Linked DNA regions of Urocitellus parryii: region 1 is linked to region 2. The links are chromatin contacts, called in public Hi-C maps. All regions are on one chromosome and are shown on one strand. Each heading gives the region's core, a stretch centred on a gene start, on an enhancer-like site or on the middle of the called end of the contact. The rest is flanking DNA. Distances are from core to core; before and after follow the strand shown. Region 1 holds the start of Tmem108 (transmembrane protein 108). Region 2 holds the start of Nphp3 (nephrocystin 3).

Evidence for each region. A called contact is a pair of places that touch in the nucleus more often than the background predicts.
Region 1: a contact with region 2 is called in a Hi-C map of liver, with 8 times the contacts expected there. The contact joins the promoter of Tmem108 here to the promoter of Nphp3 in region 2. A contact is called at or near these places in 2 of 2 Hi-C or Micro-C datasets (liver and muscle).

The regions. Positions count from the first base shown.
Region 1 is chr2:97,984,263-97,990,122 of mUroPar1.hap1, reverse strand. It overlaps Tmem108 (transmembrane protein 108), which reads right to left and starts at 3,540. Exons shown (of 4, transcript XM_077795492.1): 1 at 3,537-3,540; 2 at 2,066-3,469. The coding sequence starts at 3,540.
Region 2 is chr2:97,410,818-97,416,836 of mUroPar1.hap1, reverse strand. Nphp3 (nephrocystin 3) reads left to right here and starts at 1,824. Exons shown (of 27, transcript XM_026384032.2): 1 at 1,824-2,224; 2 at 3,907-4,032; 3 at 4,564-4,714. The coding sequence starts at 1,832.

The DNA of each region.
Region 1 (5,860 bases), core at 2,291-4,790, 570 kb before region 2:
AGGTTCATAAATTCAAAGCCAGCCTCAGCAACTTAGCAATACCCTAAGCAACTCAGTGAGATCCTGTTTTTTTTTTTTTTTTAAATGTATCTATATAGAAAAGGGCTGGGGATGTGGCTCAGTGCTAAAGTGCCACTAGGTTCAATCCGTAGTACAAAAATAAAATAAAATAAAATAAAATTGGCCAAGAGTGCTACATTGTCTCATTATCATTCTTCCATTTTAGAAGTAGGCAATCACAGTTTATAAATTATGTGTTTCCACGAGAGATGATACAGCTGCTTTTATTAAGAATGAAATATGCAACTTGCAAATATTTTCACTTTTCCTGATTAGGGTCCTAGAGCAGCAGCAGGCTGCCTGCAAACACGGAAAGTTTGTGTGGCTTAATGAGCAGGCGGAAGTGGCGCCTGGGAAGAATCTAGATTCCAGATTAGAAAATATCTGGGGGGAGTCTAATGCCAAGCGGAAATCCCAGCTCATGTTAAAGGCACGGACCACTCACACTCATCCTGGGTTCACTGCCTGCGCTGGAGGAGGCCTCTGCCCTGTGGGAAGCCTGTTGAGGTCAAGGAGCGCCCGTGGCATGACCTCAAGTCAGTACAACCAACAGGGCTGATGCCAGTGCAGGTCGACTGTGGCCAAAGCGTCCACCATTAGCTTCCTCCGACATGGCTGGGCACGTGTGAAAAACTGTGTTCCTTTCTAGATAAACAGGAATAAAGTGGTGGCCATACAGAGGGGACAGATGGGGGATAGGACCAGGGCCAAGGCAGCCCTATGAAAGAGACTTGAAGGTCAAGGATGAGCAGATTGGACAAAGAACGCTGCTCTTCAGAGCCATTCCATTGCTCCCAGATTGTTAGATGGACTGATTTGTGTGGTTTCAGAAGGCATAGCTTGGGGTCATGGGGTAAAAATTATAAGGGGGCCAACTTCAGGCCCCCAGGAGAGCAGGAGAAATCCTGAAGGGTCCAAGAAGAAGAGGCTGTCCAGGGAGTGAGGAGTATGGTGGGAGCTCTCATCACTAGAAGGGTCCAGGGAATGGCAACCAGGTGGGGTGGGATGGGGCTGAGGCCAGTGAAGATCCTTGCAAGGTTACCAGAGAAACTGAGAAGATCAACCACCTGGAGAAGACGAAGGAAGCCCTAAGGTTCTGAGAGACCACAGCACACTCTTTATGGAGACATCGGGGAAAATGTCCCCCGACTCCTCACTCACACAGGGACAGGCAGCAGTAAGGAGATGCTGGTGGACCTCACGAGAGCAAAATGGAAGGATGAGGTCCACCCTGCACCCAGCTCATACCACCCAAGAACAAATAAAGCGGGCTGGGGGTGGCGTGCAGGTGGAGAGGAGCTAAAATGCACATAACCACATAACTCTCAAGCCTTCCTTTAGCTGCAAGAGCCATGTTGTTGTTGTTTTTCCCCCTAAGGCCCATGGAACTCCCCACTGCATGGAAGCATTACCTCCTCTTCTTTCTCAGGAGAAGGGAGTGAGGAGGAAAGGAATGAAAAGACAAGAAGGAACGCAGAGGAGGAGAGGTCAGTGAGGACTTGGCTGGTTGGGAGGCTGTTTCTTTGGAAGGCTCAGCTTTCACCCTCTGACTTCATGCCATGTTACTGTAGGGTCTGGCAGGCTGCCCAGGAGGCAGGGCAGTGTCATGGCAGGAGCACTGGCTGGAAGGTGCTCTAAGGTCCAGTCCCAGCCCTGCCTGTGACTCTTGGAACCTGAGTAAGCTTTTTACTTTTTTTTTTCTTCTTCTTTTTTTTTTTCCTGAAAAATACATGGTTGGATTAGATTGTCTGTAAGGTCCTCCCCAGCTCTTGGGAACTGTGGCTTTATGACCTGAGGACATTTGAGCCATGGCCTGGTGGGTCCCAGAACCAGGGACAGGGTGAAGCTGTGATTCTTGTCTCCTGCTCCCTGGTTTCCTGGGACTCAGGGAACCTTGCAGCCCACTGGGTGGGGGTGGGAGAACTCTAGGGCGAAGGATGAGTACTGTTGGCATGGTGGGTGGAGAGGGAGGAGGGAGGGGAGTGGGGAGAAGCCAGGCACTTACAGCAGGAGGAGATGGGTACGCTGATGGCCAGGATCACCCAGACGATGTCCATCTTGCTCAGGCAGATGGTGGTTCTGTGCTGGGGCTTGTCTCCTTCAGCCACGTGGGAGATGTTCCCTGCTGTTCCGGGCTTCCAGGTCCCGGCGGGGACCAGGCGGTTGAGGAAGTTTCCTGTGGCTGTGGACACCACGGTGGAGAGAGGACTGGGCACCCTGTCGGTCACGGTGGGGGAGGCCGCTGCCTCCTCCTCGGCTGGAGAAACAGTGTTTTCTGAGGCCCCGGGGGGACGGGCTGGGGCCTGTGGGGTTGTGGATGCTCCCTGAGGAATCCCCTGGGAAGGGGCTGAGCCACTGGCATCAAAGGCAGCCTGTGTGGACCCCGGGGCAGCTGGGAAGACCCCAGAGCTGCCAGACGGAGGTCTGTTGGTGCCAGGGGTGACAGTAAGCCAAGAGTCACTGTGGCTGGGGCTGTCCTGCACGTCACCACGGGGGCGTTGAGAAGGCACTGGGGCAGGTTGTGGACGGGCAGGGGCACCTGAGGCAGCGGTGGCGACCGGCTCCCCTCCTGGGCTGGTGAAGGTGGGGACACCCCCCTGGTCTGCTCTGCTAAGGCTTGGCTTGTCCTCTGCAGGCACCGCAGGGGTAGTGGGGGGTGCCCACGAGGTACTTCCGGATGCTGTGGTCACAGCCACTGTCTGGGGCTGTGGCGAAGAGGCGTTCCCCCAGGGTGGTGTCCTGGGGGAAAGGACCAAGGGTTCGGGGTCCACAGACCCTGTGAAGTTGCCCTTGTAGATCTGGAATATCTTCCCCAGGGGTCGCTTCGGCCCCAGGTGCGTGGAGCTCTGATTGCGTCCTCGCTGGCCTTCTTTCCTCCCAGAGTAGCCGCCACCGGGGGCAGGTGGGACAGGGCGCAATGAACCCCCAGCCCCCTTTCGGGAAGAGCCGGGGGGCCTGGGGGGCCTGCGGGTGGTAGCCCGGGGGACTGCGGCGGTGGGCCGGCTGGTGACTCCTGTTGGCTTTGTCAGCAGGATGGTGGGGGCGGCCTCCCCCGGGGGGCGGCCCTCTGAATGCGAGGGTGTGGTTGCCATAGGAACTGGAGGGGAACCTGTGAGCAGGGGCCTTTCGGGAGGGGGGGTGGTTGCTGTCACCACGACGGTGGGAACAGTGTTTGTAGGAGGGTGCCCATCTGGATGGGCTGTCGTTGCCGTGGTAGCTGCGGCCTGTGAGGAGGGTTCATCGGCATGGGGGTTCGTCGCCGTGGAGGAGGGTCTTGTAGGGCTGTGGGATGCTGTCACCATGGTGCCTGGGGGACTGCCTGAGGGGAGGACCTGGAGAGATTCCCTGGGAGATGGTTCCTGGACAGCAAGTACCAGTGCTTCGGTCAGTGCCAAGGTCAGGAGGAAGCCTGGAGAGGGAGACAGAGAGGAGAGGTGAGGTCCCCGAGGAGCTGTTTTTAGGGGCTCCCTCCTTACCCATGACCTTAGAAAGCTTTGGGATTGCAGGGGATGCATCAGGAGCATTTTTGAGGCTCACACTGATGCATGACACTCAGTGGGACACAGAACCATATGTGCAGCTGGACATGCCTATGGCGTAGGTGCCACCAGCACAGGCTAGGAAGAGATGCCAGCACCAGGAGACCCAGAGCCAGTGGAACTGGCTAGACCGTCCTTTCTCAAATGTCTTAGGCCATTAGCCTCTGCCTAAGGCAAAGCAGGAGCCTCAGAGGCTGTGGCTTCCACGGTACCTCGTCTTCTACAGCTAAAGAGTGAGCAAGGCCAGCTTGGCCACATGAGCCACTCAGAACTGCCTGAGGAAGGCCGGCCGGGCAGAGCGAACCAGCTCCCCTTCCCTTCTCTGAACTGGACAAAGGTACAAATGTTGAGCCTCTGCTCACCAAGACCGAATCACCAAACAATTAAAGAGGGGCTACCCTCTCCTTGACCCTGAGGACCCCAAATGGAGCAGGGCAGCACCTGGCCCTGGATGAGCTTGCATAAATCCACAAACAATCCTAAAAGAAGGCAGAGGTGTCTCAGTGTCAAAGAGGAGGGACAGAAGGAAGGGGACACTGGTCCAGGGAAAGGGCATCCAGACCAGACACCCATAAAGCACTTGATACAGAGTTTGGAATAGAAAACACACTCTATGCAAGCCAGCTGGCATTGTAATTTTTGTTATTAGTAACAGCTCTTCCGATGGCACCTAAGTGGCTGAACTCTGAAAAATCTCCTGGGTGGTACCCAGTCTTTTTGAGTAGGAGGAGCCCTTTTGAACATTAAAAAAAAAATTGCATGATAGTCAATGTGTGTACTTTTTAGTTCATTGAAAAGATGCAAAAGATAAAAACCTATACATTTAAAAACATTTCTAAATATGCATGGTCTTATTAATCTTAGCAGCATGAGTCAGTCTTTAAAAATAATATCTCATATACACCGTCGGATCCCTCAGATCACAGACTGCCAGGTGGACTGGGCCCGCACGTGGGTTAGGAAGAGCTGGTCTCTCCTGCTGAGGAGCGGCAGACATTTCCTAGGTCCTGATTCTGACCTGCCCACTCCCCTTTGTTCATATGAACACACTTCTTTGCGATTCTAGACTTTGGCCCCTGGACTAACTTTGTCAGAGCTCTTGTCCAGATTCCAGCAGGACATATGGTCAATGCAGGGGCCCCAAATGGGATTCACACACTGGCTGGGAGGGCCAGCAGCTGCTGACAGGGCAGGGACCCAAAGCTCTGTGATCACCTTAGGTACGTGTGTAGACCCCTGTGCCTCTCACCTGAACTTCTAAGTGAGAGGTGAAGGGTTAAGTAACTTGGGGTTGAGTGAAGGTTACCATGCCCATCATCCCTAGGACCAATAATGGGCCCTAAGCAGCCTATTCTTTTAGGCATTCATTCATGGCTTCAATCATACATCAACAGAGCACCTGGCTTATTTCAGTCAGTCCTAAAAATGTGCTTGATTTAATCCTCACAACCACTTTGCACAGTGGGAAACTGAGGCTCGAAGAGATCATATCAGAAGTATGTGAAACCAGTGTTATCTCTAAAATGTATGCTTTTTCTGGTCAACTGCCCCCATTAATGCAGGAAGAGGAAGAGGAACCTAAATTGCAACCACAAAAGAAACAATGTGTTGCTATGCTTGTTGGCTCTGTGTTATTTCAGCTCCCCCTTCACCCCGCCCCATACACCTTGCACCTTAGCACCAAAGGAACAGTCTTGAGGCTGATGGGCAATCGCCAATGTTTCATAGAATATTCCCTTAAAAGCCCCCAGGTTGTTTCATGAGTGACTTGGTCTGATATAAATGTTGTTAAGACCTGAATTGTGTCCCCCACCCTGAATTTATATATGGAAGTTCTAACCCTCAAGAATCTCAGAATGTGACTATATTTGGAGATAATCAAGTTAAAATGAGGCCAATAGGGCAACTTTAATCTGGCCAACTGGTGTTCTTCTAAGACGAAGAGATTAGAACCTACAGAGTGACACCAGGGGCTTTGTCTGCAGAGGGATGAAATTGTGAGGTCAAAGCAGAAAGTGTGTAGGTGGTAGGAAAGAGGCCTCAGGAATCCAACCCTGCTGCCATCTTCATTTTGGACTTCCTGCCTCCAGAACCCATAAAGAGGTATTTTGTTATAGCAGCCTAGCCAACTAATACAAACTAATACAAGCATTTGTCTGAAAAGGGAGAGACAGAAACAGGGGCTTGTGTGCAGGCAGTTTATATTGGAGGTGATGTGAGGTCAGCTGTCGGGGTCTGAGATGAGTGAAATAGGGAAAAAC
Region 2 (6,019 bases), core at 575-3,074:
TCTTGCTTCTTTCTTTTCCGTTCCACAAGCATTAATCCCAAGGGCACACCTTAACAAACTCTTGCACAATTGTCTCCATCTCAGGATCTGCTTTTCAGAAAACCAGACCCACAACACCTGTGGATCACAGGTGGGTACCATAGTTGAACCAGCATGGATTATCTTAAAAGTTTTTCAAGGAGGACCCAAGACCAATGATCAGACATTAATGGAGAGGATGCTTAAAGTATTACTGGATTCCTTATAGCTGGAATAAAATTACATCAGCCCTGGTCAACAGAATAAAAAATTAAAGACTTCAAGCAATGGGAGAGAGGTGGCAGGCTGGAGAGGGGGGGCTGGTATTTTGAAGAATTTACAAAATTGCCTAAGAAAGAAAGAGCCAGCTTTATTACCCAGTCCAAAAAGCAACAATATCCAGCTCACAAGTGACAAATACCACCTTTCCTGCCCTCATCTGGTCCTTTCCATTGTATCCTAAATTCCAATCTGCAGAGTTTAGCAGGAAGAGGGTCAAAATCACAAAACAGAATAACGAGGAAAATAGGAACAAACCTCTCTCTAAGCAACCTAATGCAGTTTCTCTCTCTCTCTCTCTCTCTCTCTCTCTCTCTCTCTCTTTCCTTAAATCCAACCCTTCCTGCAAATACTATGATACTCTTTATATTTTTAATTGGTGAGTTGCCTCACAGTTCCTTTGATGTATGGTCCCCAATGTCTTATTGCCACAGTTATAAAATCTGGCCTTCTCTAAGGTTGTCCCTAATGGTCTCCGGTTTTAAAACCTAAAAGTTCTTTCTTGGCTGGTACTGTGTCTTCCTGGACATTCTATCTACATGCATCCTAAGATACACACATCGTGATGTGGCTCAGTGGTAAAGCACCTCTGGTTCAATCCCTAGTTAAAAAAAAAAAGGTGTAGGGGGGTGGCATCACAAGAGGCACATAATAGGTGCTCAATCCATTTCTCAGATTTCCCAAATGCCTGCAGAAAGGAGTCCATGGTCAGGAGGGACAACAGCAGCGACAGAAATAGTAACATCGGATGTGAAGCAGCTAGATCCAGGTCGGTGCTCACTGTGCGGTCTGCCTGCCACGGAGCCTCAATTTGGGCACAGGAATCAGAGAGCAGCCCCGACGTCCCGCTGGCCGGTCCAGCTGGGCCCTGTAACAGTACTGGTCAGATTTGGCAGCCAAGAAGCTAGCTGTTCGCCGCTGCTCGCCCTGTCCTTCTCCCTGTCCCGCCACCGCCTGCAACCACTCTCCGAAAAATCCTTCCCTTCTCGGCGCAATCCTGCTGCCAAGCCCTGCTGCCTTAGCCCCTCGCGTCTCTTGCGGAACAGCCTGGTTTCCTGCTGACCCCGCCCCTCTGCCCCGCCCTTGCGGATGCCCCGCCCCGCTGTCCAGCCCCGCCCCGCCCCGCTCCTCCAGTCCCGCTCAGCCCCGCCTTGCTGTCCAGCCCCGCCCAGCTGTCCAGCCCCGCCCCACTGCCCCGCCCCGCCCCGCTGTCCAGCCCCGCCCCGCCCTGCTCCTCCAGTCCCGCCCCGCCCCGCCCTGCTGTCCAGCCCCGCCCCGCTGCCCCGCCCCGCTGCCCCGCCCCGCCCTGCTGTCCAGCCCCGCCCCGCCCTGCACCTCCAGTCCCGCCCCGCCCCGCCCTGCTGTCCAGCCCCGCCCTGCTGACAAGCCCCGCCCTGCTGACAAGCCCCGCCCTGCTGTCCAGCCCCGCCCCGCTGTCCAGCCCCGCCCCACTGCCCCGCCCCGCTCCGCCCCGCTCCTCCTGTCCCGCCCCCTCCTGGTACCCAGCAGACGCTTTGCGGTGGACCCTGGCGCCATGGGGACAGCCTCGTCCCTGGTGAGCCCCGCGGGCGGAGAGGTGATCGAGGACACTTACGGGGCTGGCGGCGGCGAGGCCTGCGAGATCCCGGTAGAGGTGAAGCCCAAGGCCCGCCTGCTGCGCAACTCGTTCCGCCGGGGGGCGGGGGTGGCGGCGGCGGCCGGGCCCGGGTCACTGCCCCGCGCGGCGGGCAGCGGCGGGCTACTGGGCGCCAGCTTCAAGTCCACCGGCTCGTCGGTGCCGGAGCTGGAGTACTCAGCGGCCGAGTACGAGCGGCTCAAGAAAGAGTACGAGATCTTCCGGGTCAGCAAGAACCAGGAGTTGTTGTCCATGGGCCGCCGCGAGGCCAAGCTGGACACCGAGAACAAGCGGCTGCGGGCCGAGCTGCAGGTAACGCGGGCGCGCACCCGAGGCGGCCGGGACTCTGGGGAAACTGAGACCCAGAACGACCTGCCCATACTGTGCAGCAGATTGGTGGCACTGCTAGGTTGCACCCCGGACGCCTGACCCGTCCCTTGTCCACCGTGTCCCCTCTCCAAATGAAATACTATAAAAAGTGGAAGAGAAAATTTCCCTCATTTTGAGGGGCCATTCATTTCGTGAGTCCAAACTGATTTCTTTTCAGCTGTGCTCCCCCGTTTCGATTTGTGGTTCATTCATTCAGACACCTTAAAGTAATTAGCTAGGGAGTGCCCCGAAGCCTCAAATGCCAGTCCCCAGGAAGTAGGCTCTGAAGCCTGCACACCAAGACTGGTGGCATATGTTGGAGAAACTACACATTCCTCCTGGTCCTGCTACCCTGCCGCCAGTTTTACATACCGCCAGGGTGGGCTCATGGCCCATTTGTGAAGTTCCAGAGCTGCTGGGTTTTAATGATCTTGATGTGAATTATTCTGGAAGCCTCCTGGTTTTCACCATCCAACTGCTGTGGTTGCAAATCTTACCTGAATGTAATTAGAGCCCCTTAGTCCATATCATTATTAATTTGCTCGGAGCAGTTTTTGCAGCCTCCTTTGTAACAGATACATTTTAATTCATTGATAGTATATAAAGCAAAAGATTATTGCCTGAGCAGAATTCTGAGACATTATGCCATCTCTTTTGGACTCCTCTGAAGGTTATTGTGTTGTTTATTTACTCTACTGTGATTGAGACTTCTAGGCAGCTCAAGAGTTCCTGGGCTTATCACAGTAGGAATTAAATGAATACCTCAGATTCATTTATATAAAATAAGGAAGCCCCTTTTCCAGTCTGGGCATTCTAAATCGGGTTTTCTTATTTCACCCCTTCACTAGCCATTATATGTTATAGAGTTAGCATGTTATCTGCGAAGATATATTTGGCATTAGTCTGTTATCAGTTTCCCACTGGATGGACTTAATGCACTTGAGTACATAAAGTGAACTTGTGTATTTCAGATATCTGATTTCATGTGTCCAGGCCACTGCCCAGTGAACACTGCATGTTGAAAATCACTGTGAGTTGACAGGTAGAAAAGAAGGCCAAACTAAACAGGGCAGAGTGTGGAGAGGGTTGACAAATGTCACAGTTCCAGATTACTCCTGTTACCAATCCTGATTCCTTGTGTCCCATTTGGTTCCTTTCTCACCTATGTAGGCATGAAAATCTCTTCCATATTTATTTTAGTCAGTAGTCAGACATTTTTACTGGGAGTCTGCAGTATATTAGGCACTATGAAGCGCTCAGGGTATAATAATGACTAAGATATAGTGCCAAGGAGTGCATAGACTCCCAGAATTAACTGTCGTTCAAGTTAAGCCTTACAAGGTGTATTTTCTTTTTAAAGATAGAAAAACTGAGCCATAGGGAAGTTAAGAGCCAGAGCAGTATTTTTTAAAGTATTAATTTCCATTGTTGAAGTGTCTTATTATAGTTCAGGCATATTTGCATTTGTTAATTATGTATTTTAATAAAATGGCAACATGAAATTCTTGATAACTGATAAAAATAGTAAATTATTAAAACCCTAAGCTATGTAATGTAAAGGCACAAATGTAAAATTTGGGAGAGAGATTATTTTTGAGAAGGAATAACAAGGTAAATTATTCCAGGCACTCCAGAAAACTTATCAGAAGATACTTCGAGAAAAAGAAAGTGCTTTAGAAGCAAAATACCAAGCAATGGAGAGAGCAGCTACATTTGAACATGACAGAGATAAAGTTAAGCGGCAATTCAAGGTAAATTCCCTACATTTTTACCTCAGAATGACACAGAATAAAAACAATGTATTTTTAAAAGTTTCTAGAATATTGCAATGAATAAATAAATTATGTAGAATTTTCATAAGAACTAGTGTAGAGCACTTTTTCATTTTTGAGTTGGACGTGGTGTAACAAAGAAAAGGTATAAAAATGAACATTGTAGTAGAGATTTTTAAAAAGGAAAGCATTTCTTTTTGGAGAAAGGAAAATTGGGGGGATGTTTTGTGTAGGAAGACATTACCAGTATTTAGTGGCAGGAAGACAGATTTGCTGAACATCATTCAGGGTACATGAAAGGCCCACACCACACACATCCATTCTTCCAGAATTTCAGTGGGCTCCAGTTGTGAAATGGGAAGCTCCTGGGGCATTTACCCTAAAAAAGGAGATGGGGGACCAAGTGAATATTGATTTTATGAATGAAAGCCTTTTTTTCCCCTTAAAAGTTGATGGTACAACCTTTGGATTATGAAAACAATTTCAAAATTAAAATTCTCCTTTTTAAAGATTTTTAGAGAGACCAAAGAAAATGAAATTCAGGACTTATTGAGGGCCAAGCGAGAGCTGGAGAGCAAACTTCAGAGGCTACAGGCTCAGGGGATCCAAGTATTTGATCCTGGGGAGTCTGATTCAGATGACAACTGTACAGATATTACTGGTAAATTCAATTCCTGTTAATAATATGTTGAGGGCTGGGGATGTGGCTCAACCGGTAGCGCACTGGCCTGGCATGCGTGCGGCTCTGGTTCGATCCTCAGCACCACATACAAACAAAGATGTTGTATCTGCTGAAAACTAAAAAATAAATATTAAAAAAAATTCTCTCTCTCTTTAAAAAAAATAATAATATGTTGAGCTTTCAACATAGCTGTAGTGGTATTATAGAGCAAACTTTGCATTCTGCTATATTCCTTTTATTTGTCTATATTAGCTTAGATCACTGTTACAAATAGAGTTGAACTTTTTCCTGCATCATTGTGTCTCTCTCCTTTTCTTGAAATACATGAAGTCAGGGGCTGAGGTTCCTTCTGCCACGCTGCTTTGCCAGCTCTACCCCATACCTGTTTCCTATCTGGTCTGAGATAGCTGCTGCATGTCCTCCGTCACATCTGTGTTTTAGCCAAGGAGATGAAGGAAAGGGAGAACACATTCTTATTTTTTTGAAGACAATCTGAATGATGCACACATCACTTCTGCTCAAGTCCCATTGGGCAGAACTACACCTAGGAGGGTTGGAAAATGTAGGCAGAAGGGGAGAGGGGCTATTGGAACTAGTATTCTCTGAAACATTATTTCCCCATATGACGATGTATTCTTCACAATTATCATTTAGAATACCTGCATTATATGTCCCTAGATGGGAAGCTATTAAAAAGTTTTTGTTTTATAATTAAACATATAAAATATATTTTTCTGGCAATAAGACCTAAAATCACAGAATGAAAGAGTGTACCATGTCCCAAGAAAATATTAATAAATTCTGAGTAATATTGAAAAAAGGGAAAGATTTTATTTTAAATGTAGTTACTCTCCCACTTATAAAGGACTATTAAATTATAGTCTTACAAACTGGTGCATTTTGGAGTAAAATATAGGAACCAACAATTCCTTTTTATTTTTTTTGAAGGGGGTACTATCAGGGATTGAACTCAGGGGCACTCAACCTGAGCCATAGCCTCAGTTCTATTTTTTGTATTTTATTTAGAGGTAGGGTCTCACTGAGTTGCTTAGTGCCTCACTTTAGCTGAGGCTGGCTTTGAACTCCTGCCTCAGCCTCCGGAGCCAGTAGGATTACAGGCCTGCACCACTGCACCAGGCTGATAATTCCAATCTGACCAGCATCCTGGGACTTTTATTATTAACTTTTGAGAAAAAGATGAAGTGATTCTAACTGTCTAAGAACAACTGAGAAAATGCTTTTTGCTGTCACATTAGTCTGAGTGATTGTTTCAGTATCAGCATG